Regions from separate parts of the Mus musculus genome. Here regions 1, 2, 3, 4, 5 and 7 are each linked to region 6. Evidence: chromatin contacts called from public Hi-C and promoter capture Hi-C data. All regions are on one chromosome and are shown on one strand. Each heading gives the region's core, a stretch centred on a gene start, on an enhancer-like site or on the middle of the called end of the contact. The rest is flanking DNA. Distances are from core to core; before and after follow the strand shown. Region 1 holds the start of Gpatch8 (G patch domain containing 8). Region 2 holds the start of Nmt1 (N-myristoyltransferase 1). Region 3 holds the start of Map3k14 (mitogen-activated protein kinase kinase kinase 14). Region 4 holds the start of Rpl23 (ribosomal protein L23). Region 5 holds the start of Psmb3 (proteasome (prosome, macropain) subunit, beta type 3). Region 6 holds the start of Eif1 (eukaryotic translation initiation factor 1). Region 7 holds the start of Grn (granulin).

What was found. Promoter capture Hi-C pulls out the DNA fragments that hold promoters and counts their contacts. A called contact is a pair of places that touch in the nucleus more often than the background predicts.
Region 1: a promoter capture Hi-C map of pre-B cells shows a contact between it and region 6, with 4 times the contacts expected there. The contact joins the promoter of Gpatch8 here to the promoter of Eif1 in region 6. A contact is called at or near these places in 2 of 39 promoter capture datasets (liver and pre-B cells), 1 of 484 Hi-C or Micro-C datasets (B cells), 1 of 115 datasets of contacts at active chromatin or transcription factors (thymic regulatory T cells) and 1 of 9 other capture datasets (liver).
Region 2: a contact with region 6 is called in a promoter capture Hi-C map of pre-B cells, with 7 times the contacts expected there. The contact joins the promoter of Nmt1 here to the promoter of Eif1 in region 6. A contact is called at or near these places in 2 of 39 promoter capture datasets (liver and pre-B cells).
Region 3: a contact with region 6 is called in a Hi-C map of B cells, with 6 read pairs. The contact joins the promoter of Map3k14 here to the promoter of Eif1 in region 6. A contact is called at or near these places in 2 of 39 promoter capture datasets (liver and pre-B cells) and 1 of 484 Hi-C or Micro-C datasets (B cells).
Region 4: a promoter capture Hi-C map of pre-B cells shows a contact between it and region 6, with 7 times the contacts expected there. The contact joins the promoter of Rpl23 here to the promoter of Eif1 in region 6. A contact is called at or near these places in 3 of 39 promoter capture datasets (hippocampal neurons, liver and pre-B cells).
Region 5: a promoter capture Hi-C map of pre-B cells shows a contact between it and region 6, with 12 times the contacts expected there. The contact joins the promoter of Psmb3 here to the promoter of Eif1 in region 6. A contact is called at or near these places in 2 of 39 promoter capture datasets (cranial neural crest and pre-B cells).
Region 7: a promoter capture Hi-C map of liver shows a contact between it and region 6, with 4 times the contacts expected there. The contact joins the promoter of Grn here to the promoter of Eif1 in region 6. A contact is called at or near these places in 2 of 39 promoter capture datasets (liver and pre-B cells) and 2 of 9 other capture datasets (adipose tissue and liver).

The regions. Positions count from the first base shown.
Region 1 is chr11:102,554,856-102,557,887 of GRCm38.p6, reverse strand. Gpatch8 (G patch domain containing 8) reads left to right here and starts at 1,730. Exons shown (of 8, transcript NM_001159492.1): 1 at 1,730-1,808. The coding sequence starts at 1,764.
Region 2 is chr11:103,027,250-103,030,480 of GRCm38.p6, reverse strand. Nmt1 (N-myristoyltransferase 1) reads right to left here and starts at 1,938. Exons shown (of 12, transcript NM_008707.4): 1 at 1,779-1,938. The coding sequence starts at 1,909. It also overlaps a transcript of Dcakd not described here.
Region 3 is chr11:103,265,726-103,268,951 of GRCm38.p6, reverse strand. Map3k14 (mitogen-activated protein kinase kinase kinase 14) reads left to right here and starts at 1,551. Exons shown (of 16, transcript NM_016896.3): 1 at 1,551-1,614.
Region 4 is chr11:97,780,932-97,784,328 of GRCm38.p6, reverse strand. It overlaps Rpl23 (ribosomal protein L23), which reads left to right and starts at 1,890. Exons shown (of 5, transcript NM_022891.3): 1 at 1,890-1,985; 2 at 2,440-2,523; 3 at 2,867-2,995. The coding sequence starts at 1,973. It overlaps Snora21 (small nucleolar RNA, H/ACA box 21), which reads left to right and starts at 2,563; the gene lies at 2,563-2,690.
Region 5 is chr11:97,701,667-97,704,954 of GRCm38.p6, reverse strand. Psmb3 (proteasome (prosome, macropain) subunit, beta type 3) reads right to left here and starts at 1,521. Exons shown (of 6, transcript NM_011971.4): 1 at 1,465-1,521; 2 at 983-1,167. The coding sequence starts at 1,467. n-TNgtt8 (a tRNA gene) reads left to right here and starts at 2,433; the gene lies at 2,433-2,506. It also overlaps a transcript of Pcgf2 not described here.
Region 6 is chr11:100,318,431-100,321,685 of GRCm38.p6, reverse strand. Eif1 (eukaryotic translation initiation factor 1) reads right to left here and starts at 1,737. Exons shown (of 4, transcript NM_011508.2): 1 at 1,526-1,737; 2 at 857-1,020; 3 at 637-738; 4 at 1-369. The coding sequence starts at 1,556. The coding sequence ends at 325.
Region 7 is chr11:102,428,359-102,431,767 of GRCm38.p6, reverse strand. It overlaps Grn (granulin), which reads right to left and starts at 1,261. Exons shown (of 13, transcript NM_008175.5): 1 at 1,228-1,261.

The DNA.
Region 1 (3,032 bases), core at 481-2,980, 2.2 Mb before region 6:
GACTGCTCTTCCAAAGGTCCAGAGTTCAAATCCCAGGAACCACATGGTGGCTCACAACCATCGATAATGAGATCTGACTCCCTCTTCTGGAGTGTCTGAAGACAGCTACAGTGTACTTACATATAATGAATAAATAAATAAATAAACAACAACAACAAAAATCCCATGATTTGTTTGGTTAGCATTTCTAGAGAAAGTCTCCAGCTGCTACCTGAGTGAGAAAAAAAAAATGATTTAGGCTCCAACTGCTTTCTAGATTGCTTTGTGACCAGTCCCTTGGACTTTCAGCTCTGCCCACACCCTCACCTTCCCTGGTGCCAGGTACAAATTCCAGAGGCTTGCTAGCTGACTAGGGAGAGCTCCAGGTTTAAGGAGAGACCTTGTCTTAAAATCAGGTAGAGGGGCTAGAGAGATGGCTCAGCTGTTAAGAGCTGATACACATACATACATACATACATACATACATACATACATACATACATTCATTCATTCATGTAGGCGAAGCAGTCTTACACTAGGTAAAATTAAACAGCCCCCCCTCACTCCCCCACCCTGTGAAAACATTAAAGAAAACAAGAGCTGGAAAGATGGCTAAGCAGTTAAAAGCACTTGTTCCACATGCAGAGCACCTGGGTTTGTTTCTAGCACTGACATACATGGTGATTCTTAACTGTAACTCTAGCTTCAGGGGATCCAATGACTCTGAACATGAATATATATGTGTGGAGGGGGGAGAGGAGTGGGAGGGGGAGGGAAAATAGTAAGAAAAAAACGTCAAGCTCTTGGTAGCCATGTGTTTAAGTTTCTCTCTTCTTCAAGGTTGTGATCCCTTTGTTATGCCTTGATTTATATGTAGCTTTAAGATAGGTCATTCTTTTCATTACAGTCCCCCCCCCCCACAGTGTCACTTAGATTTTGTTATTTGAAGCAATGTCTTATAGCCCAGGCTAGCTTTGAACTTCCTATGTAGCCAAGGATAAGCTTGACTTAATTTCCCCTCAGCCTCAAGCAGGAATAGACACTCGTTTATATTTACAACTATTAGGTTAATTTATTGGTTATCTGACTTCCTGCCTGGAATGGAAGCCCTTTGAGAGATTTTTTTGGTACCTCTTAAGTAACATTATTATGTATTAATTTTAAAAATACCCTCTTTGGACATCGGGGGGCGAGCCTCTACTACATAGAGAGCTACAGGAAACCCTGTCAACAAAATAACAAAAACAAAACAAAAAAACATTAAAAGTACTCTAGCTGTAAAGTCAGATCTCATGCTACTGTATAGCATTACACTGTATATTATTACAAATACGGGATGGGCTTGACCGTAAACAAGAGCATAAGAAAGAAAGACTTCTGAACACTGCTAAGGGAGCAAGTGAATACTTCCCAGGCCCCCAAATGCTCTGCCCTGCTGATCTTTCCCTCCGGAAGCGCTTACGCGCGCCGGCGCGAGTGCGCATGCGCGGCCCGCTGGGGTCGCTCGGGGCCGGGCGTGAAACCGAGCGATGTGAGAGGAAGGTTCCGCCTCCAGGCCTGCGCGCCTTCGGGATTCCCGTCGGAACGAATTCCTGTTCCCTCCTCTTCCCAACACCCCCCCAACAATCCCTCGCCAAGCACACATCCTCCACCCCCCTCCCCACGCCTGCTGCGCGCGCCCGGTGGGCGTGGGAGGGGGCGTGGAAACAGAGAGGGGGCGGGCGTAGCGGGAGGGGAGGAGCGAACCGGAGAGCGTCGTCCTGAGGAGGAGTGAGAGCGGCAAAATGGCGGACCGCTTCTCCCGCTTCAACGAGGACCGAGACTTTCAGGTAAACACGGGCGTCGCCGAGGACCACCCACGCCCCCGGAGGGCTCGCCGCGAGCCCGGGGCCGCCTCCCTCCCGGCCTCCTGGCTCTCCTTCCTTCTGCTCTCCGCTCCACCTTGCAAGCCGGCTCTCGCCCCTTCCTGCCTCTCATTTCTCCAGGGGCCTCCGGGGCTGAGATGAGGCCGCGTCCCCGGCTTCATCCCTATTCACGCCGCTTCTTCGGCTCGGCTTTCCTCCTATTTTGCTCCTGGCTTCCCGCTCCGCAGCCGGGCGCTTTGTGGGGGTTGCGCTTTGCTTGTCTCGGGGCCTGTGCAGGCGCAGGGCCGGCCCGGCCCCCGGGGGAGAGGGCTGGGGCGGGGAAGGCTTGGGCCAGCGGTTTTCAGGCCGGGGCTATGGAAGCCTTGGCTTTTGCTCGCCCCGATCATCCTGGGGATCGCCTCTCCGTTTTCCCATTGTGACAAACAAGCCCTTTATCGACTGTCTAACCTAGTCTTCCCCCTGGTAAAGGGCGCCCTTTCTTATCAAAGACGCCTTTTTTGTTGAGGCGAGCCATTGAGCTTTCTCTGGGCATAAATAACTGCTGTTGTTTACAGGCCGTTAATTGGGTTGGGGACAGTAAGGTATAGGTCTGTGGACTGGCGTAAACTTAACTTCGAGACCTACCAAGATTTGTAAAGAAGCATAATTATGGCCTTTCCAAGCGGGAGTAAATTCGTTCCTAAACCTTGATTTTTTTTTTTTTTCTTTCTTCGTTTGCAAATGTTGATCTGGGAAAGATGTCCGTGGGGTGGCAGGCATTAAAGAAAAAAACAACAAAAACAAAACAAAACAAAAAAACAAACAACAAAGGCCGAATTAGAATCATTAGGCTTTTAGATATTGAAATTGTTACTGCAGGCATAGTTGGGAGACAATAAGGGATTTAGTAGCCTTTGGTTATTTCTAGGTAAAATACATCCTCAGTTGCAAATCACTGCATTACTACCGCATCTCCTGGCAACAGCAATTTAGGTCAAGGGATGAGCCTCCGAACTCGAGTTTTTGTATTCCTTTCAGCTTCCTCAACGCACCTCTAGCTGTGTCAGAAGGCAATTTGAAGGGTTTGAATTCTTGGAGATGATTGGGTTGATAGACAAAGCAATTTCAACTGGTTTAAAATCAACACTGTTAAATAGTCTTAGGTGTAGAACGCTATGGGAAGTTTTGCAGCAGTAAGGGATTTGGGAG
Region 2 (3,231 bases), core at 689-3,188, 2.7 Mb before region 6:
AGGGACTTTCACACTCAGCCCTCTCATCTGAAAGATTTCTCCCTCAAGAGGCCTGTCCTGTGTTCCTCCAGTGCCTACTTCCTCCTTCTCAGCTCTTCCATTCTTGGGAATAGCTGTCTTAAAGGAGGCTGTTACACTGGATCTGCTGTGAATTACAACCACAGAACAGTCGTGAAATCAAGGCTGGCAAGCTTTCTTCTCTGCCACATTCTTGTGATTTTTGTTCCCCCCCATGCTGGTGAGAGAACAAGAGGCTGGATTTTTTTTTTTAAGCCTAAAACTCACCACAGTCAGATTACTGATCATTTAATCCTTTGCTCAGCCATCTTTAAGACAGAGGAATAAATAGAGTGTAGCCAAAGGTTACAAACTTCTATCTTCATCTCAACTTTAACTGGGGCTAGGGGGAAGCTAAGAGCTGCCGGCTACAGCTAATGGCAAGTTGGCTATAACAAAATCTGGCTATAAAAACCAAACTACCACCAGGCAGTGGTGGCACACGCCTTTAATCTCAGCACTTGGGAGGCAGAGTCAGGTGGATCTCTGAGTTCGAAGCCAGCCTGGTCTACAAGACAGCCAGGGCTACACAGAGAAACCCTGTCTCAAAAAACAAAACAAAACAAAACAAAAACAAAAAACAACAACAACAACAAACAACCACTCAATCACACACCCACAAGTCTCTACACAAAAATATACATATGTATACATACATACATACATACATACATATTGGGTGGGGGCGTTAGAGCAGCAGGAAAATAATATGAACTTAAATACATCATTTTTCGTGACTGGCTTACTGATGTACTGATTGGAAAAACAAAGACAAATACAAATTCTCAAATATCTGGCCCATTTCTTCTTCTCTACTAACAAAAGACTGAAATTACTTATAGTAAGACCCTGACCTACACAGTGACCTGTAACAGTACTAATCCCCATACCCGAGAGACAAGAACATCACCCCAAGTTTGGAGTCAATCTGTTCTACATTGTATGCCCCAGGCCAGCCATAGCTACACAGTAGAACCTGTCTAAAAAGGCAAAACATAACGAACAAAAAACCCCAGGGAGACCCTAAAGTACAAGACGTGCAGTAGTACCCCACAAATACCACATGTTCTCCAAGAAGCAACATCAGTTTATTGAAGCTTTGAGGCCCTTCACTAAATTAACAAAGTGAAGGTACAATGAAATTGACTCTTCACCGATTATTTGAGGCAACAGACACTGAATAAATCAAAACATCACATCACTAATAACATAGGATCATAGTGAGTTTATATTTCGGACTTGTCTGGCAGTTATATTTTACAACATAATTATATGCATGGCTTGTATAGCCTAGTGAATTTCCTCATTGAGCGTGAACTACAACGAAATGTTTTATTATTAGTTTATGGCTAGTCACGTTTCTCATACACCTTTATAAGTAACGTTCCTTCTGAACCGCAGCTTCTAGATTGCTCTGCATTGTACTACTGAAATCTACCGTTCAAAATGTTCTTTTCCCCCATCGTGCCTAAAGCAAGGGAGTGGTACACTAAACAGAACTTTTATATAATAAAAGTATTGCATGTCTCCGACCCTTAATATCTGAGCACCCATCCTGGTAAGTGACAAAGACAAAAACCAATCGCTAGGTAGGATCTCAATGGCTTAGCCAATAAGAACATGGGGGTGGGGTTAGACTAAGCTCCCGGTGACTTCCCCGCACCCCAGATACCCAGCTTGTGGGAGACCGGACAGGAATTGGGCTACGATGATCTCGTTACCTCCTGTTGTGGCTGTTGTCCTCCTCGTTCTCGCAATCGCTGCAGTGCTCATGGCCGTTTCCATTCCCTTCCATCATCAGTGGCAACGAAGGTGCCGGCAGCTTCACTGCTGTCTCACTCTCATCCGCCATCTTGGGTTGCGAGAGCCGGACTCCGCGCCCCGCTACATGGAGGGCTCCTATTGGACAGAGGAAGTACGCGCTGTATTCTGGGTTTTGTAGTTTGTGTGAAGAAATCTGCCACTAAGGGTGGCTTGTTTTCAAAAAACTGTACCGATGTGGACTACAAAACCCAGAAATCATGAAGGGACGCTGCCTTGGGAGGAGCGGGCAGCAATTCCGGAAGCCCCTAGGTTCGGCCGCCCTCTGAGACGAAGGGCGCTGTACGCCTTATAGGGTGGTCGCGGGGCACGCTGGGAGTTGCAGTTCCATGTTGAATTAGAGTTTCGCAAGTAAAGGGCTTGCAAAGTCCAAGGTTTTCAGGCCGCCCTTGGTAATCAACAGGCCACAGATGAGCCGTTATCGGCTAACGTTAAGGACCGTTACCATTCCTGGGTAAGTGAAAGACACTGAGGTTCATGGCTGCGATTCTCCAGGAGCTCAAATGCCCTTACAGAGGACTTTCCTATAGGTTTGCTCTCGGCTGCCTTCCCTACTCCAGCCTTTAGGGAGACCTGGGTCTTTGGAAATCTAAAACCGAGAGGCAGTGCATTGAGGTGTGTGGAACACTGCCCCCGAGCCAAAGACTTGATTGCTTGCAGGGGAGGCTTACCATTTCTTGGCTTCTAATTTTGCACTGCGCTCTTCTTCACATTTCCCTTTGATTCTCCTCTAGAGCCTTCCATAACAAGTCTTTTTTTTTAAGATTATGATAATTACACCATTTCCCCACTTCCCCTTTCCTTCCTCTAACCCCTCCCATATACACCCCACCTTGCTCTCAAATTCATGGCCTCTTTTTCTTTAGTTGTTGTTACATATGGGTGTGTGTGTGTTTTCCTAAATATATAAATATAGCCCGTTCAGTAAGCATAATGTTGTATGCAAATGATTTCAGGGCTGGTGTGCCTGGGAAGAACTATTTCCTCCCCCATTTTTAGCCTTCCTTAATTGCCTGTAGTTCTTAGTCTGGGGTTGAGGCCTCACGAGCTCCCCTACTCCCAACACAAGACTTTAATGAGCACTTACACGCCAGGCTCTGGCGTAAGACTTTTTGTACCTGAATTCCTATAATTTTAACAAGCTTAGAATGTGTTATGCCATTATTATTCCTTTTTCACAGATGAAAAGACTGTTCCAGAAAAGTTGGTACATTGTTTGTAGGCGGCAAAATCTGTCTATAAATCTGTATCTACCTACTCTGTGCCCTCTGTAAGGCTTCACCGTCACACCAGTCACACTGTTGGATCCAGGCAACTTCCAAGGACGAATCAGTTATAGCCAGGTAAATGCAG
Region 3 (3,226 bases), core at 302-2,801, 2.9 Mb before region 6:
GCCCTTTTTATTTTCTTGCCTTACCATCTCTCAGCTGGCCACTAGCAAGATATGTCCCAGAAACTGACATATAGGTTCTGCATATACTGAAGTATAGGCTCAGTGCAAGTCACAGCCAGAAAGGCTTCCAGGGACAACTCTTGACACGGTTGACACTAACGTAACAATGGACTATGGGCAACTGCAGGCTTTGCTCTAACATATTTCTGGCCCAGGGGAGAGGGGTGAGTCTCTCAGGTTCTCATCTAGTTGGCTTTGTTTCCACATAGAAGTCAGGCTATGCAGCTCAGACTAGCTTCAAACTTGTCATCCTCCTGCCTCAGCCTCCTGAATGCAGGCCAGGTTGTGGGGTTTCCACATTGTCTAAATGAATGGCCTTTCTCGGTGTCCAACAACAGATGTCGGCTTGAACTTGTCTCCAGAAAGAAGCTAGGTCTGCAAAGTGGTCACAAGCAGACAGTGGTCTGGCCCTGGCTCAAACCTTTCCAGACAGGCCGTTCCTTATTTCTCAAACCAGCCAAGAATATGGCTGCCACTCCCACCATACCACCAGTCCCTGCATCTGCAGTTAGGATTCCTTGCAGAGTCTCTAAGGTCGCAGCGCATCTTTTATTCTGGAAACATTTTTTTAAAAAACACATATTTGTAATTTCTTATTACCAGTAAACAGAAGCTTGTGGTACAGTAGGAAGCCCATTAGCAAAGTTAGAAAAGAAAAAAAAAATCCATAAATTCCCTACACTCTTTCCCGGCCCCATAAAAAGGGCACTGTAGAGAGCACGTTTTCAAAGACCAAGTCTTCCTGACTCTGTAGTTTAGAATGGATCCCGTGCTCAGCACACACACCATGAAGCTTCTCGGGGTGGAAGGAGACTGTACCACATCTGCACACTCCCTTAGAGCGTTTCAACACCCGGTCTGTCCTACATAGGCCTTTGGCTCCCCACACTTCTCGAGGGTAGGCAGAGCAACCTCATCTCCACACACTTTACAGAACCGGGCTCACTCTACGTGCTCCATAAAAATGTTTCTGGCCCCACCAGGCCCCCACGAAGCAGCCTCGCCCTCAAGCAGAAAGCAGAGAAACCCAAGACCTCAGAGCGAGAGCGCCCCGCCGTCTCCAAGGTAACCAAAGCCGAAGCCGGGAATGCCCACGCATGCGTACAGTCGCCCTTCCTTCCCGTAACCTCAAAAAGAATGCAGCCCGTAAGATTTGCCAGAAGGCGAGAGCGCATGTGTAGTTCAACCAACACCCTGGCCTCCTTCGCCTACAGACCGCCCATCCACCCAGCCTTCGGCGCTGGATACCCTGGCCGGAAACAGTGCCCATTTTGGGGAGGCCTCGCTAGCCAATCGCTGCTGAGGAGTGGCCGGCAGGCCGACCGGATCAAGGCGTTTTATTGGCTAACTTATAGGAATGGGTGGGATCAAGGGTCGCGGTGCGGCCAAAGAAAGGAGGCGGGAAGCTAGCAAAGTCGCAGCCACGGGGGGAGGCGTGGCCCGGGGCGGGGATAGGCACGGGGGCGTGGTCGAGGAGGGGCAGCAGGGGCCCGGAGCGATCGCTGGCCAGCGAAGCGCCACACTCGCTTGTTTGAGGACAACGGCGCTCCGCCGGTAGGTGACTGGGCAGAACCCCGAGTCCTAAAGCGGGACGCCGAGGGAGCGGGCGGGGAAGGGGCGCCTCCCAGGCGGGGACTGGGTTGCAGCCGGGCTGTCCACGAGGGATGGCTGGGAGGGGTGGCCGGGTGACTACGGTCTAACCCGCTCGCACGCTCAGCGCCATCAGCGCCACGCTCGAAACGCCGTGCTCGCCTAGAACCTCCAGGCCGCGCACCCACGGGTCACACGCTTGCCCGGAACGCGCGCGGGTACTGTCTGCTTCCCTTTCCCCAACATCCGTGCCATCGAGTTCAGCCGCCCTACTGGCAGACCTGGCTCCTAAGTGTCCCCCAAGAGAAGGTGATCGCTCCACTGCCCTAGCAGTGACATGAGCAGCCTTTCCCTTTGAACTGCTTGGGATCACTTGTTCTGAGAGGATCACTGCTCTGGGCACTCAGTAGAGCAATGCTAGTCGCTGATGGTGCTGTCCTCCCTCCTCGATGGTCCTTACCCTTCTCTAATTCTGTGTTCTACTCGGAACTTTTGGAATCTGTTTATATGTACTAGTCCCGTCCTGGAAGCTCTTCCCGGCTCTGGCAACTTTCAGCCACCTGTCACCAAGTGAAAAGAAACATTTGTCTGAGGCAGAGATTCCCACCTGCTTTGGAACCTCATCATGTTCATTAACTTCAGACCTCCCCCCCTCCACTCCCCACCCCCCAGTTGAGATTAAAAGATGGCTGACAGCCCTAAAGGATGGATAGGGGTGTGCATGGGCTGTCAAGTGGATGAGTGGAGAAAAGTTTCAAATATCAGTGTCTTAATGACATGTTGTTGTTGTTGTTGTTGTTGTTAATTGGAGACAATGAACACTAATGACTGGATTAAGGGCGCTAAAAGAATGAACTGAACGAGGAGTGGCACCATGACCAGTGGACTTCGGAACACTGGCGAGTATCTAGAAACATAGTCTCTCTGAAAGATTAGAGGATTGTTTCCTAACTTCAGTTCTGCAGGGTTTTGCTTAGTAACTTTCCCATTTAGTGGTAGGTGTGGTCAGATGCATAGACTGTTGTCCAGTTGGTAAGCGAAGTACCTGAACCAGGTGTGAGGGATGATATGCCTCGTCTGTGGCCTCAGAGCCATGAGTGAGGGTGAGTTCTCCAGATCCCTGAATAAGAACAGCATAACCTAACTTTGATAGAGAAAGGGGGGGGGGTTGGGGTGATCTTTTTGCTGTTAATGTGAGAGGATGCTTTGAAGACTCTTGACTTGCTTATGATGTATGTGTGTATTTCCTCTTGTATTTAAAGTGATGTCAAAGGCAATTCCTTTGGATGGATGCCAGCTTTATGAGTTTTTCAGACGCCCTTAAGACATCTTGAAAACTAGGCATGGTGGCACACACCTGTAATCCATCACTGGGAGGCTGGGACAAGGAGGATTTGTTGTGACTTTGAAGCCTGTCAGGGCTTCATAGCAAGGCCCTGTCTCAGAGCACCAGAGAGGAAAAAGAAAGAAAGAAGACATCCTGATTTATTTGGAAGAGTGTGATAAATTTCTCAGAACAGCTCATAATAATAGTTAGTATGTCTGACTTTAATTTTAGAAATAAGTGCCCAGCTGT
Region 4 (3,397 bases), core at 641-3,140, 2.5 Mb after region 6:
CGGGGTCGAACTCCCCTGCCCTGCACTGCAGAGGGACTTCATCCTCAGCTAGCTGATAATAAAACCTCTTGCAGTTTGCATCAGGTACGGTTTTCTCTCGAGTCATTAGGGTGCTGGCCAGTTCATCCCAGGAGCAGAGGCCCAGCTTTGGGGGTCTTACTGAGGCAGGTGAATGTTTGAGTTTGAGGCCAGTCTGATCTTCAGTGGTAGTTCTAGGATAGCCCCAGGTACACAGAGAAACCCTGTCTCAAACAAACAAACAAATCTTGCATATGTTAGGCATGTATTCCAGTACTGAGAGACACCCCCTAGCCATTTTTCCTATTTGGTATTTGGTATTTTCAGATAGGGTCTCTACATTGTTCAGGGTGGCCTTGAACTTGGGATAGCATCTGAATAGGAGAGATGACAAACTATCAGGCACTAATGTTTCTATTGCAACCTGTCCCTTCACCTCTCCATACCTCACTGTCCTTTCTTCATAATACTTCTTCCCGTTTGACAACGATATACTGTATACTGGAACTCTCACAATTACTCCTATTATTTAGGTTTTTTTTAAAGATTTATTTATATTATTTATATGAGTACACTGTAGCTGTCTTCAGACAGACCAGAAGAGGGTATCAGATCCCGTTACAAATGGTTGTGAGCCACCATGTGGTCACTGGGAATTGAACTCAGGACCTCTGGAAGAGCAGTCAGTGCTCTTAACTGCTGAACCATCTCTCCAGCCCACTCCTATTATTTAGTATCTATTACCTGCCTCCAACCTCTACCCTGGCAGAGGAAAACCCATAAAGGCAAGAATAATGCTCTATTTTATTCCCTCATGTAATCTGGACAGAATCTGGCCCTGATATAAGTATTCAACGCACATTTGAATGAATGTTTCAACAGAAGGTAAGGAAAATAGGGAGAGGTTGAGGTAGTAAAAGGGGAAATTAATATTAATAAATTAAAACATGTCCAGTCGGGCGTGGTGGTGCACGCCTTTAATCCCAGCACTTGGGAGGCAGAGGCAGGCAGGCGGATTTCTGAGTTTGAGGCCAGCCTGGTCTACAGAGTGGGTTCCAGGACAGCCAGAGCTATACAGAGAAACCCTGTCCCCCCAAACAAAACAAAACAAAACAAAACAAAACAAAACAAAACCTGTCCATCTTGATTATAAGCAAGCATAAACTATCCTATATTTAAGCTTTACGAAATTTTGCACATCTTTAAGAAGCAACAAAGCCAATCAATCGGTCACGGTTAGCTGTGGGCTAAGTCTAAGAATAATTAATAATAAGGTACTGAGTTGTAGTCCGAGCGGCTGTGTGAATGTCACTAATAGAGTATTGTTAACTCTCATGACGAAAGAATGTTATGGTACCAAACACACAGACTCATCTGTAGCGCTCCACTTAATTGTTCCACAGCCAAATGAAACCATTCTGAACTTGCTCTTGCCCCATGTGTCTGTTCTTTAGGAACCCTTACAGAAGAATTTATTTTACTCATGTATTTATTTGTTTTGAGGAAGGATCTCATGGGTAGCTGAGGTGATGTTGAAATCGCCGCAATTCTCCTGCTTCAGCTCCCACGATGCCGAGATTATTGGCGAGCACCACCACACCCGCAGCAATAATTTTCGAATCCCTGTTATCCAGAGAGGGGCTTGGCCACAGAGCTCAAAAGAAGCTGTTAAGCAAATTTTAAAAAGCCAAAAGGCAATGTGTCCATATCGCCAATTACTTCCGAGGCGTTGGGTGTAGCCCCAAAATTACTCGCCCCTACACATCTTAAGCGCAGCTTTCCCACGCAGAACGGTCCCGCGGAGGCCCAGGCCTTTTACGTCATCTAGCTGCGACCCGGGGAGGGAGGCGGGCTGGACGAGGTCCGGTCACGTGGCTGAGTGGGCGGGGCCTCCCGTTCATATCCCAGTGTCCCCTGTACTAACTTCCTTTCTGACCCTTTCCGGGCGTTCAAGATGTCGAAGCGAGGTGAGGAATTTTGAGTTTGGGGATCCGTTGGCATCTGCCGCGCGGGATGGCCCGCCCATCCCTTGGCGACGGCCCCCGGCGGCGGTGATAGTTTACAGTCCCGGGGCCGGAGATAGAGAAGATGGGGGCACCGCGGAGGCCTAGAGGGAGCCCTGAAAGAGGGCGATGCCAATGGTGTTGAGCTGGTGTAGGAGCGGAGCATGGGGCCGAACGGAGAACGTGGGGTCGACGGGACTGCGCGATATCTGCGGTCCCCGCAAATGCAGACGAGGTTGGAGCCTCGCAGTCTCCTTCTTCCGCAGGAGGATGCAAATAATGGGCACGGCCGGGTCCCGTGACAAGTGCGTGGTAGCCGGGGAGCGGCCGGCCCTCGCCGAAGCGTGTGCGGTGGGTTATAGTTGGGAACTGTGAGACCGAATGTGGACCCTTGTCCTGTCTGTTTCCCTCCCCGCAGGACGCGGTGGGTCCTCCGGGGCGAAATTCCGGATTTCCCTGGGTCTTCCGGTCGGAGCTGTGATCAACTGTGCAGACAACACAGGTGAGGCCTTCGGCCGCGTCCTGCCACCGTCCCCTTTTAAAAGCACTCAGTGAGCCTTTTGCTAGTGACCCACTGAGCCGTCAAGAAGGGGCAGAGTGAAAAACACCACTTTTGGGTGAAGTGGCAACGTGTTGTGTTGTTTAACTTCAATCGGTGTTGTGACAAGACACTTCTGAAAGATTACTTACAAGCCCGATGAGTTTTACGAAAACGGTTTGTTTTGGTTTGTTTGTGTTCATGCTTTTCTGAGACTGAGTTACTTGGTGTATAGCCTTGCTGACTCTATATTGTGAATTCTGCCGGTCTCATACAAAATTTACTTTTGTTTGTTTTTTTCCTATAGGAGCTAAAAACTTGTATATCATCTCTGTGAAGGGAATCAAGGGACGGCTGAACAGACTTCCTGCTGCTGGTGTTGGGGACATGGTGATGGCCACAGTTAAGAAAGGCAAACCAGAACTAAGGAAAAAGGGTGAGCGGGGAGGAGAGCTTGTTTTTTTGTTTGGTTGCTTGTTTTGGTTTGTTTGTTTGGTTTTTTTTTTGACAGTGTTTTTCTGTGTAGCCCTGGCTGTCCTGGAACTCACTTTGTAGACCAGGCTGGCCTCGAACTCGCCTGCCTCTGCCTCCCAAGTGCTGGGATTAAAGGCGTGCGCCACCACGCCCGGCCCTGGGAGGCTCCTTAAGTCGTAGTGGAAGGTAGAAGTTCTCTGGGTGTTGGAAGATGGGATCTTAATTCTGTGGCTGTCAAGGAAGCTACACATGTGAGAGCCTTTGAGATCAATGCCTCAGCTCCCTGTTTGAGACAAGGCTTGACTTGGTAGCACAGGCTGGACCTCAGTGTTGGGCTTACAGACACGGCCACATGTCTGACTGC
Region 5 (3,288 bases), core at 272-2,771, 2.6 Mb after region 6:
AGTCTTTCTTCAGCAACTCACAGCATCCCATCCTTGAGATGGTGGGATGGGTCAGTGGGCAGTAACACCTACGCCAGGCCTAAGCAGCTCAATGCCTGGAACCACATGATGGAAAGGCAAAACCAACTTCTGCAAGCTGTCCTCTGACCTTCACACAGGGCTGTGGAACCCGGGCATACAAACAATAAAATGATAATAATAATAATAATAAATGTAGAGGCTGGAGAGATGGCTCAGGCATGAAGAGCACTGACTGCTCTTCCAGCTTTCTATCCCCAGCACCCACATGGTGGCTCACAACCACCTGTAATTCAAGCTGGGTCATGAGGGTTGCTGGGGGGGAAGGTTGTCCAACAATCTCTTCTAGCCTCTGCAGTCACTGCACACATGTGGTGCACAGACACACATACACGTAAAATAATAATCAATGAATTGTGTTTTTAAAGTTCCCACCACCAACCACAGCGATCAGAACCAGCACACTGGGGCCATCACAGACAACCCGTTTCCCCTCTCAGACCCTCCCATCACTCAAATCACATAAGCACTGTCAACTAGGTAAGTAAAGTGGGCAGTTAAAACCCAACAGCTCATCATGGTTAGTTATCGTTCGGTATGTCTGCTTTGCCAGCCGCCTACTGGTTTAGCGAGTGCCCACGGTCTTTAGAAAGACCTACAGTAGGATTCTGGCTGACGTTCATTACTGTGCATCTTGAAGGAAGGTCTCAATTTTTTTTTCAATTGCAGAATGAGACGGCTCGCCAGTAATATTAAGACGGTGATTAAGGGACTCCCTAACAAAAATGCTTCTTCACAAAGAGCAGAGCACAAGGTAATGCCAGAAAAACATAGGTTAGGACCCATCTCCGTAACGCTGTGGTGTTCAGCTGAGTCTCACACTCAATCGTGGCTTTTGGCAGATGGCTGATATCGGGCTGCTCAACGAAGAAACCTGGGTGAAGGTGGGGCTGGAGACACTTACACTGTCTGGACGTCAGTGGCCAGGCCGGCCAGGCCTATGTAGAGCCTGTCACCCATGGGAAAGATCTTCTGGAAGTCCGTGGTCACCATCTGGGCCTGGATCCCGAAACGTCTGTCTGCAGCGATGGCCACACAGTTCTTTCCCTTCATGGCCATGACGGCCCCTCCATTATAGGACATAATAGACTGGGGACAAACAAATCAAGGGGCTCAGTTCGTGGAGCTAAGTGGGACCATAACCTTCACATCAGTTCTGGTCCCCAAAGCTCATATACCCGTGCCCTCCACTCCGGAGGAGCCAGGACGCCAGGAGCTCCAGCCCTGAGATGGGCCCGGTGGGGCACCCAGGAACCGCACTCATCTGCACGGTACTCCCATGTGCATTCTACTGACCACCAGGCTCTCCCCGTCCCGAACCCAAGCACTACTCGTCCTTGCTTTCAGTTCCCATCCCAGACTCCTTTCCTTACTCCCCGATCTCACCATGATTGCGCTGGAGTGGAAGCCCGATCCCCACAGCGTTGCCTGCAAACCGGCTCTGGCTTTCTCAGGGTCAACGCTCTTGCCGAATCCTCCCCATTGGCTGGCGGGCCGACTCGGATTGACTAGTTCAGCTTTCTATTGGACACTCATGCCGTCAGTCACAAATATGCATAGTTTGGTTGAGACACCAAAACGGAGGTATGGAAAGCGGAAAGTGAAAAGTCACTGTGAGTGCGGAAGAGCCTACGGTCCGGGGCATGTTGGGATCTTGGCGGACCTGGAGTTCGGGCCATCCCGTTTAGGGGCGGAGTTTGCAACACGTGGGCTTGGGACAGGCCTTGTGGGGCTGGTGCTGTAAGCAGAGTAGGTAAGCTGGCGCTTACCGTGGTGCTGCAGGAGTTAGGCATTTTACTCAAGCTACCCGACTTCCAGTGTTCATTCACAAATCCTTACTGTTCACCGGGATTTTTGCAGGCGCCAATTAACCTATCGGCACCGAGTATACCGAAGGCGCCCATTCTTTGCAGAATGGGAAGATCGTGCCGAGGGTTCGTGCTAGGAGGGTTTAGTTCCAGAATGGAGCTTTTGTTTTGTTTTACGGGAGTGAGCTACAGGTTGTTCAGCGTTTGGAGTCTCTCACTCCCAATCCCTGCTGGCCGACAGACGTAGCCCTAAGTCTCTGTTCACTCTACAAAGGAACGTTCTGTGCCACATCCTAGACACTGACCGAGGATAGCCTGGGCCAACGGCTCCAGGGCAGCCCAGGTGGGACGTGTGCATCCCTTGCTTTCCCTTCCCTTGCACAACCACTGTTCCCTCCGCCACAGCCTCGATTCGCTGTTCTTCGAGATCAGATTTTGTTCCGCTGGGTTTCTAAGCTACTGTAACTGCTTGCGTCGTGACTGGTCTTGCGCCATATCGGCTCAGTACTATTGACTCGGCTCTCTGCCTCACAAACAACTGTCACCGTCTCTGTGGCGCAATCGGTTAGCGCGTTCGGCTGTTAACCGAAAGGTTGGTGGTTCGAGCCCACCCAGGGACGGTCTCGGCCTTTTTTTTTTTTTTTTAAATCGCAAATGCTCCAAAGCCACATTCGGTACCGAGGTACCAGAAGCAATAATTGTGATACACCAACCCAGATGGTCACTGTATTTAGAAATCCGTCTATGGTCAGTGAATGGATCTATCCCTAACGTCTCCTCACCACCTCTCACTATTCTTTCTCCCAATCAGGATGACAGAAAGGCAAAGCCAAGTTTCTGTCTCACTGCCATGTTTAACAATGCAATTTTCCTTGGATTAAGAATAAATTTTGCTGCGGAGGTTGGACAGCTTCCCATTGTCTGCATCAGTGGACGATAGCAACTTGAAAGAGGAAATCTGTCCCGGTGGATGGAAACAGTCAGGAAAAAAACCACAGGAACAAAGTGAGGGATAAAAGAGTGGAAGGAGGAAGAACCTAGCTGTGATCTACAGAGAAAGGCATACCATGAGGGGGCCTAAGTAGACAGTGCGGAAGATGGGGAAATAAATACAGAGATCAACAAAGGGCATCGTTTGCAAGAGGGAGAGGTGTAAGGGACACAGAAGTAAAGCTACACAAAAGCAAGAAGGAACGACTCTCTCTAACTAGTGCCACCATTTAAAAGGGATTTTCTCCTTGCTCTTGTTTCCGATGGCAACAGATGCCCGTTGGTCCTTGCCTTGATGTTCTGGGTTCCTGTTCTCTGGGAACCTCTGATTTCTGACTGCTCACTACGTGTGGCAATCAACTAGAGGACAGGGTAAGCTACAGACTTGGTGGAAAATAAGCGCTCTTCATGT
Region 6 (3,255 bases), core at 488-2,987:
AGCCCCAAGGAGCCTCTGGTCAGACATAGCCTCCTGTGATCTTGGGGTTCTTGGCTTGGCTGAAACCTTGTCATTGCTTTGTTCCAGGGTGGACACTGCCAGGGCTTACTGCTCAACCTGTTTAAATGAGGGACTTCAAGACTACACAGCATGGCTCTTTTCAGTTTATTGCATGAAGGAGTTACACTAGTCCAAGTTAAAAGCGGACCCCAAATGATTACATTATACAAGCTGTGAGGTTTTTAAACTTGTGACAAGGGACAGAAGGGAAATTCTACTCATTGCAAGGAAATCCTCACTTAAGCTTCAGAGAGCCACAAGCACTTAAAACCCATGAACCTTCAGCTGATCGTCCTTAGCCAGCCCAATCTGCAAAAAGAGGACAAGGGAGAGGGACAGGTTACATGACGTCAACAGATTCTCCCATATACACCTTGCAAGGAGTCCCAATAAAGAAGAGTACTTCAGTCTATCCCAGTAGACACAATGGTTCAATTGACCACTGTTACTAAAACTTCCCTATGCCACCCCCAAGTACTGTTTGAAAGTGGGAATGTCTACATGTATTTAAAAGCTCAACTGTAAGGATTAGAAATTCAGGAAACCCATAATGCATTGAGGGCGGCCTAAACTCACCTCTATCAGGAACTGGCATATGTTCTTGCGCTGGTCACCCTGTAGCTGAATTACTTCTCCATATTCTGGATGCTCAATTACAGTACCATTGCAGGCAAATTTCTGCAAGGACAAAAGGATGCAGCATCTAAGAGGCCATGCCATCAACACGGACTCCCTTGACGTTTGCACCCTCTCCCTTGGTAGACCATACAACGTGCTCTCTCCACAGCAGACCCACCTTCTTAAACGCCTTCACTAGTTTCTTTTTATCGTAATCATCAGCGATCCCTTGGACAGTGGTAAGGGTCTTCCTGCCGTTTCTCTGTTGAATTCTTATATGGATATAATCCTCAGTGCCAGCAGGAAGCAGGTCATCACCCTTACTTGCATCAGCAAAGGGGTCTGTGAAGAAATAATCCGGAGGTGTCCTTTGTTGTCCCTCCGGGAACTGGCCAGTACTAGAGCTAGCTTTCTGCTCTAGGCCAGCCCTCCCGCCAAGGCTGATCACGTGCTGGAGAGACCTAGTGGGCAGGCAGCGCCCCACCCGGCTGATGCAACCTACCGGAAGCCAGGCTCCCGAGGCGGGGCCTTCCCTCCCAGCTCCGAGACAACGACGGTGACGTAGAGGACATGACGCAGGGGTGGCGGGAGGGGGCGGGTGTGGCTCGCCGAGAGGCAGGAGCCATTAGTAAATGCGCCACCCGAGACGCCGGGCCCGCCCAAGGGCTCACCTCCCACCCGTTTCTTCCGGGCACCCTCAGAGGTCGACCCTGGGCGCAGATCTCGGTTCCACGGGCATCACCACCCCTCCAGCCCGAGCTAAGATGGGCTCGCCGCGCTCGGCGGCTCTCCGAGCTCCGACCCCGCCACCCCCCCCCCAGGCCCGCGCGACCTTCCCCAGGCTCACCGAAAGAGTGGAGGTTCTGGATAGCGGACATACGATACGATTCCTTTTCCTCGGTGGAAACGGCCTGCGGAAGGCGGCTGCGGGAGAAGGCGGGCGGGGGGGACGGAGCGTCGGGAAGCGAGGGGGCTCGAGGGGGAGGCAGCTGAGTCCTCGGCGGCGGCTCAGTGACTGGGGCGGAGGGGCGGCGCCTGTATTCACTTATATAGCCGCCCCTGTGACGCCAGCGCGCTGCCCTCACGTCTCGGCCCCACCCATGGAGTCAAGCTCCCGGACGCCCGAGCGCTGCGGCTTCCTATTGGTCGGGGGGCGGAGTCAAGGCTTGACGCGTGCGCACTGGGTTTGGCCTGGAAAGGATGTTCTGTTGACTCAGGGAGGGGCGAGAGGGGGGAGGGAAAGCTTGGTCCGCCTGCGCGCTTGCGCAGTGGGCATGGTAGTTGTCTGAGCGGCCGCGAAAACTGGCGGAGGTTTCGAGCGCGCCTGCGCCTACCGCACGTTCTACCATCTTGACCCTGTTGGGGTCCTGGCACTAGCTCTGAGATGGGTCTTAGGGTGAGGATCGATTTGCTTTAAAGGGTAATTACGTGCGGGTCCTCCAAAATTCGACTGATCCAGCCACCCATCAACCTACCCTTCTCTGCACGTATTCACAGATATAGCCATTTAATCAGCATAAAATAACGTGATCAAAATTTGGACCTTATATAGGGTATCATTTGGATTAGCATGTTTTAAAATTGGTAACCAAAAATTATTATTTAGATTAATTCTTCTAAGGAAGGAAGTAGTCCCTTAGGTAGGAGTGGGGACCCCAGGAAAAAAATGTCCAAGCCTCACAGGATGCCTTTTGTCCTACAAGCCTGTGTGTGAGGTAAAGCCTTTGTAGAGTCTAGGTGAATATTTTTTTCAAAGCAGTTAACCTTTCTTTTTGTTTTTTCAAGACAGGGTTTTGGCTGTGCTGGAACTCTATAGACCAGGCTGGCCACATGGGGTCTGCTTTTGCCCCATGAGTGGTGGGATTAAAGGCAAGTGCCACCGCGCACACCTTTAATCCCAGCACTTGGGAAGCAGAGACAGGCGGATTTCCGAGTTCGAGGCTAGCCTGGTCTACAGAGTGAGTTCCAGGACAGCCAAGGTATACAGAGAAACCCTGTCTCGAAAAACCGAAAAAAAAAAAAAAAAAAAAAAAGAGACAGCCAAGTGTGATGTAACTGGGTTTGTGGGGGCCAATAGGAGAACCAGAGGCTGATAACTACTGTGTCAGACTTTATTCAAATGCTCCCCAAAGAGTGGGTGCTTTATATAAAATCTCTTAACTTAAAAATACTGCCAACTTCTAGGTATGGTGGTACATCCCAGCTCTCAGGAGAAGGAAGCCAGAGGAAAAAGTTCAAGGTCAAGTGAATTCAGTACTAGACTGGCTACTGTCTCTGAAGAACCAGAAAAATAGGCCGGGTGTGGTGGGGCACGCCTTTGATCTTAGCACTTGTGAGGCAGAGGCTGGCAGATAGATGCCTGCGAGTTTGAGACCCAGCAGATCTATACAATGAGACTTTCAAAACAAGAAACTGCTGGATGGTGGCACACACCTTTAATCCCAGCACTTGGGATGCAGAGGAAGGTGGATTTCTGAGTTAGAGGCCAGCCTGGTCTACAAAGTGAGTTCCAGGACAGCCAGGGCTATCTATACAGAGAAACACTGTCTCGAAAAAAAAAAAAAAACAAACAAAAAA
Region 7 (3,409 bases), core at 12-2,511, 2.1 Mb before region 6:
CCTGGTCTACAGAGTGAGTTCCAGGACAGCCAGGGCTACACAGAGAAACCCTGTCTCGAAAAACCAAAAAAAAAAAAAAAAAAAAAAAATAATAATAATAATAATAATAATAATAATAAAATATTTAAAAAGTAGGTACAGAGACTTGGGTTTTAGTCCTGGAAGTGACACTCTATGTCAGAAATTGCTCCCTGTGTCTCAATTCTTCTCTGCCTGGACACTGGTGGCTATGAAAGACAGGAAATGCCACCCACACATGGCAGGCATGCTTTTGATCCCAGCATTTGGGAGGCTGAGGTAGGAGGGTTGCAAGTGCCAGGCCAACTTGGGCTATAAGGTGAATCCCAGGCCAGCCTGGGCTACATAGAAGGATCTGCCATCTTTCTCTTTCCTTCTCTAGGTCTTTTCAAGTGCCCTTTCACCTAATTCAAAGAACATCCCAGAGGCCATCTCCTAACCAGGAAGGGGTAGGGAAGACCCAGTTCCTCTCAACGGGGCTAGGGAGTGGTGAGCCCCTGGCCACCTCTACACTACACAGCTAGGGAGAACTGGAGCCTTTCAAAGCCCTAGCTCCGACATCTTCCACTAGGTGGCACCCCCCAACTCTGAGTGTCGAGGGGAAATGAATTTCCTAAAAGGTGAGCCAATCCAGATGAGAGGCAGCGGGGGAAAAGTGGCGGGGAGAGGCGGAAATTAGCTCTCTCGCCCCCCAAGAAAGGAAATAAAGCTGACACAACCCAGGGACTCAGCCATCACGCCCTGGTCCTGCTCGCAACCCCTTTGAGCTCTGGGGGCCAAGGGCCGGAGATCCCCACCCAATGCACGCCGCCGCAGAGAACACTTGCAGCGTCCGAAAGAGAAAGAGCCGGACCTGGAGACAGAGGTGGGAAGTACGGACAAGAGAGGAGCTGGCCCAAGAGTGGGGTGGTTCCTGTCCTGGAGAAAGGCCTGCAGCTTTCCGACATGCTGGGCAAGAGAAGCCTCTTATTGGGGGGGAGGGGGTGCGGGGAGGTGTCTCTACAACAACTGCCCCCACCCCTCCAAAAAAGAAAAGAAAAAAACAACCTCGTTAGTGCATCAGAAACCCCTAGGGGAGTTTCAAGAGGCAGGTCTTCTCTTGTCTCTGAGCTGAGACTCCAGAGGACCCTCAATTGCACAGGCAGCCTGGTCAGGCCTCTGGACCTCTGGACAGTAGCCGGGGAGATTGTCTGCAGAGGGTCCTCCTACCTGCGTCGGGGTCCGGGCTCCCTGGGAGGCATCTGGCGGTCAGCTCCAGGACTAGGGCTTGGCCGCACGATGGCCCGCCCACCTCAATTTCCATTAGCCATTGCTCGGAGATCCAGGGCTTCCATTGGTTACTTGTCTACGTAGAGGCGGGACTCTCCTGGAATGCTGTGTTTCTTTTCTACTCAGTTCACATTCCTCCTCCCTTTCCTCTTTCTCCCCACACCCCATTTCTAGGGATCATGTGATTAGAGAATCATATGACAACATAGCCCGCCTCCCCCAGGGCAGAGCTTGCTGGTTTGGGTTCTGGCGGCAGAGTGTTGCAGAGATGAGACACCTCATGCCTAAGGGCACCCACAGTTAGGAGAGCTGCCCTGAGGGCACGCGTTCAAGGTCGTTTACTGGAGGGTGTCTGCTTCTGGATCGGGACTTTTGTACATTCCTGTCTCTTCACGCCTGGCAGACAAGGACTCGAAACCAGTTGGAAGATGGTTGTGAGGGTGAAGATAAATAGTCCCCAGGTTTGAATGGGGAGAGTGGCTTAGACTAAATCTAATAAAGGTTCAAGGGCGAGTACCGGGCACTGTAGATGTGTGTAGGGAGGAGGCAGGAGATTGGCTCAAACTGGGGGGAAGAAGAGATTTAAATCCATATTGATAGCACTGCATTAAATTGAAGCTGAAAGAATTTTAAGAGGCTGATAAGGTGGGACAGAGGAACTTGAAACTAGATTGGGAAAGACAGTGAATCCTTTCCTTGGGTAGTTTATATCTTGTTCTTTACAGACAGCCTCTAGCAAGGGTTGAAAGCCACGTTCAAGATAAGGGCATTAGCCAAGTGTGTGGCACTGCCTGTGGAGTAGGCTGGTGGCTGTCGAGATGGAAGGGGTTTCCTTGTTTCAGCTGTCCCCACCTTCGAGGAATTGTTATGGTGGGTGAATAGAGACCATGGGGGTCAGCCATACAGTTCAGGACAGTGGGAGTCTTACATAGAGAGGAGTGCATGCAGGGTTGTGGAATTCCGTGAGGGCTTCTTACACTGGAGTCCCAGAAAGTGTGTAAGACTGGTGCATCATTCTGCATCCTGATGGTGTTAGCATAGGTGTTCCATGACATTCATACAGGTGTCCCCAGAACAGACCATTGCTTATGCTTCTAGTGAGACACAGCCATCTGCGGAGGCTGAGGAAGGGGTGCTGCTGAACCCCAGGAGTTGGAAACCAGACTCAGCAACATTGCAGCTCACCCTCTGAGTCAGGGTTTCCTGTGTTCCAGACGAGCTTCAGCTTGATAGATAGCTGACACAGAACTTCTCAGTTTTCTGCCCCCATCTCCCAAGCGCCACGATTGCAAGTGCAGATTGCCGTGTTTAGTTTCTGTGCTGCTGGGATTAGACCTAGGGCCTTGAGCATGCTGAGCTACAAGTGCTACCAACTGAGCTACATCCTAGACGCAGCACTGCCTCAAGGGGAAATAAAATGGGGAGCAGGTAAAAGCTTAACAAACCTGCTTCCTTTGTTTCACAAGACAGAAATGACTCCCAGAAACCACGACTTCTGACTTCTGCACACACACCATAGCATTAGCGCACCCCCAGACTTACATACGCAATCGCTTGAAATAAATAATAAAAAGGTAGAACAAACTTCTGGGGCTACAGCTTAATGGCATTGCTCTAATCTAACACGAGAGGTTCTGGTTTCCGTCTGAAGGAGGGAGCGCATATTTCACAGAACAACATTTGGACAGTCGATCTGTCCACCTGGTTTTGTTTATCAAGAAAGGGTTTCTCTGTGGAGTTCTGGCTAGCCTGGAACTCACTCTATAGACCAGGCTGGACTCAAACACAGAGAGATCCACCTGCCTCTGCCTCCTCAGTGCTGGGGTTCAAAGCCACATACCACCACCACCACCCTACCTTGTTTATCTTGTTTGTTTGTTTGTTTGTTTTGGTTTTGGTTTTGGTTTTTTTCGAGACAGGGTTTCTCTGTATAGCCCTGGCTGTCCTGGAACTCACTTTGTAGACCAGGCTGGCCTCGAACTCAGAAATCCGCCTGCCTCTGCCTCCCCAGTGCTGGGACTAAAGGCATGCGCCACCACGCCCGGCGTTTACCTTGTTTTTAAGGCAAGGTCTCTGTTTTTGCCTCTGCGCGCTGTGTGCTTCATGATACCTGGCCCTTAAG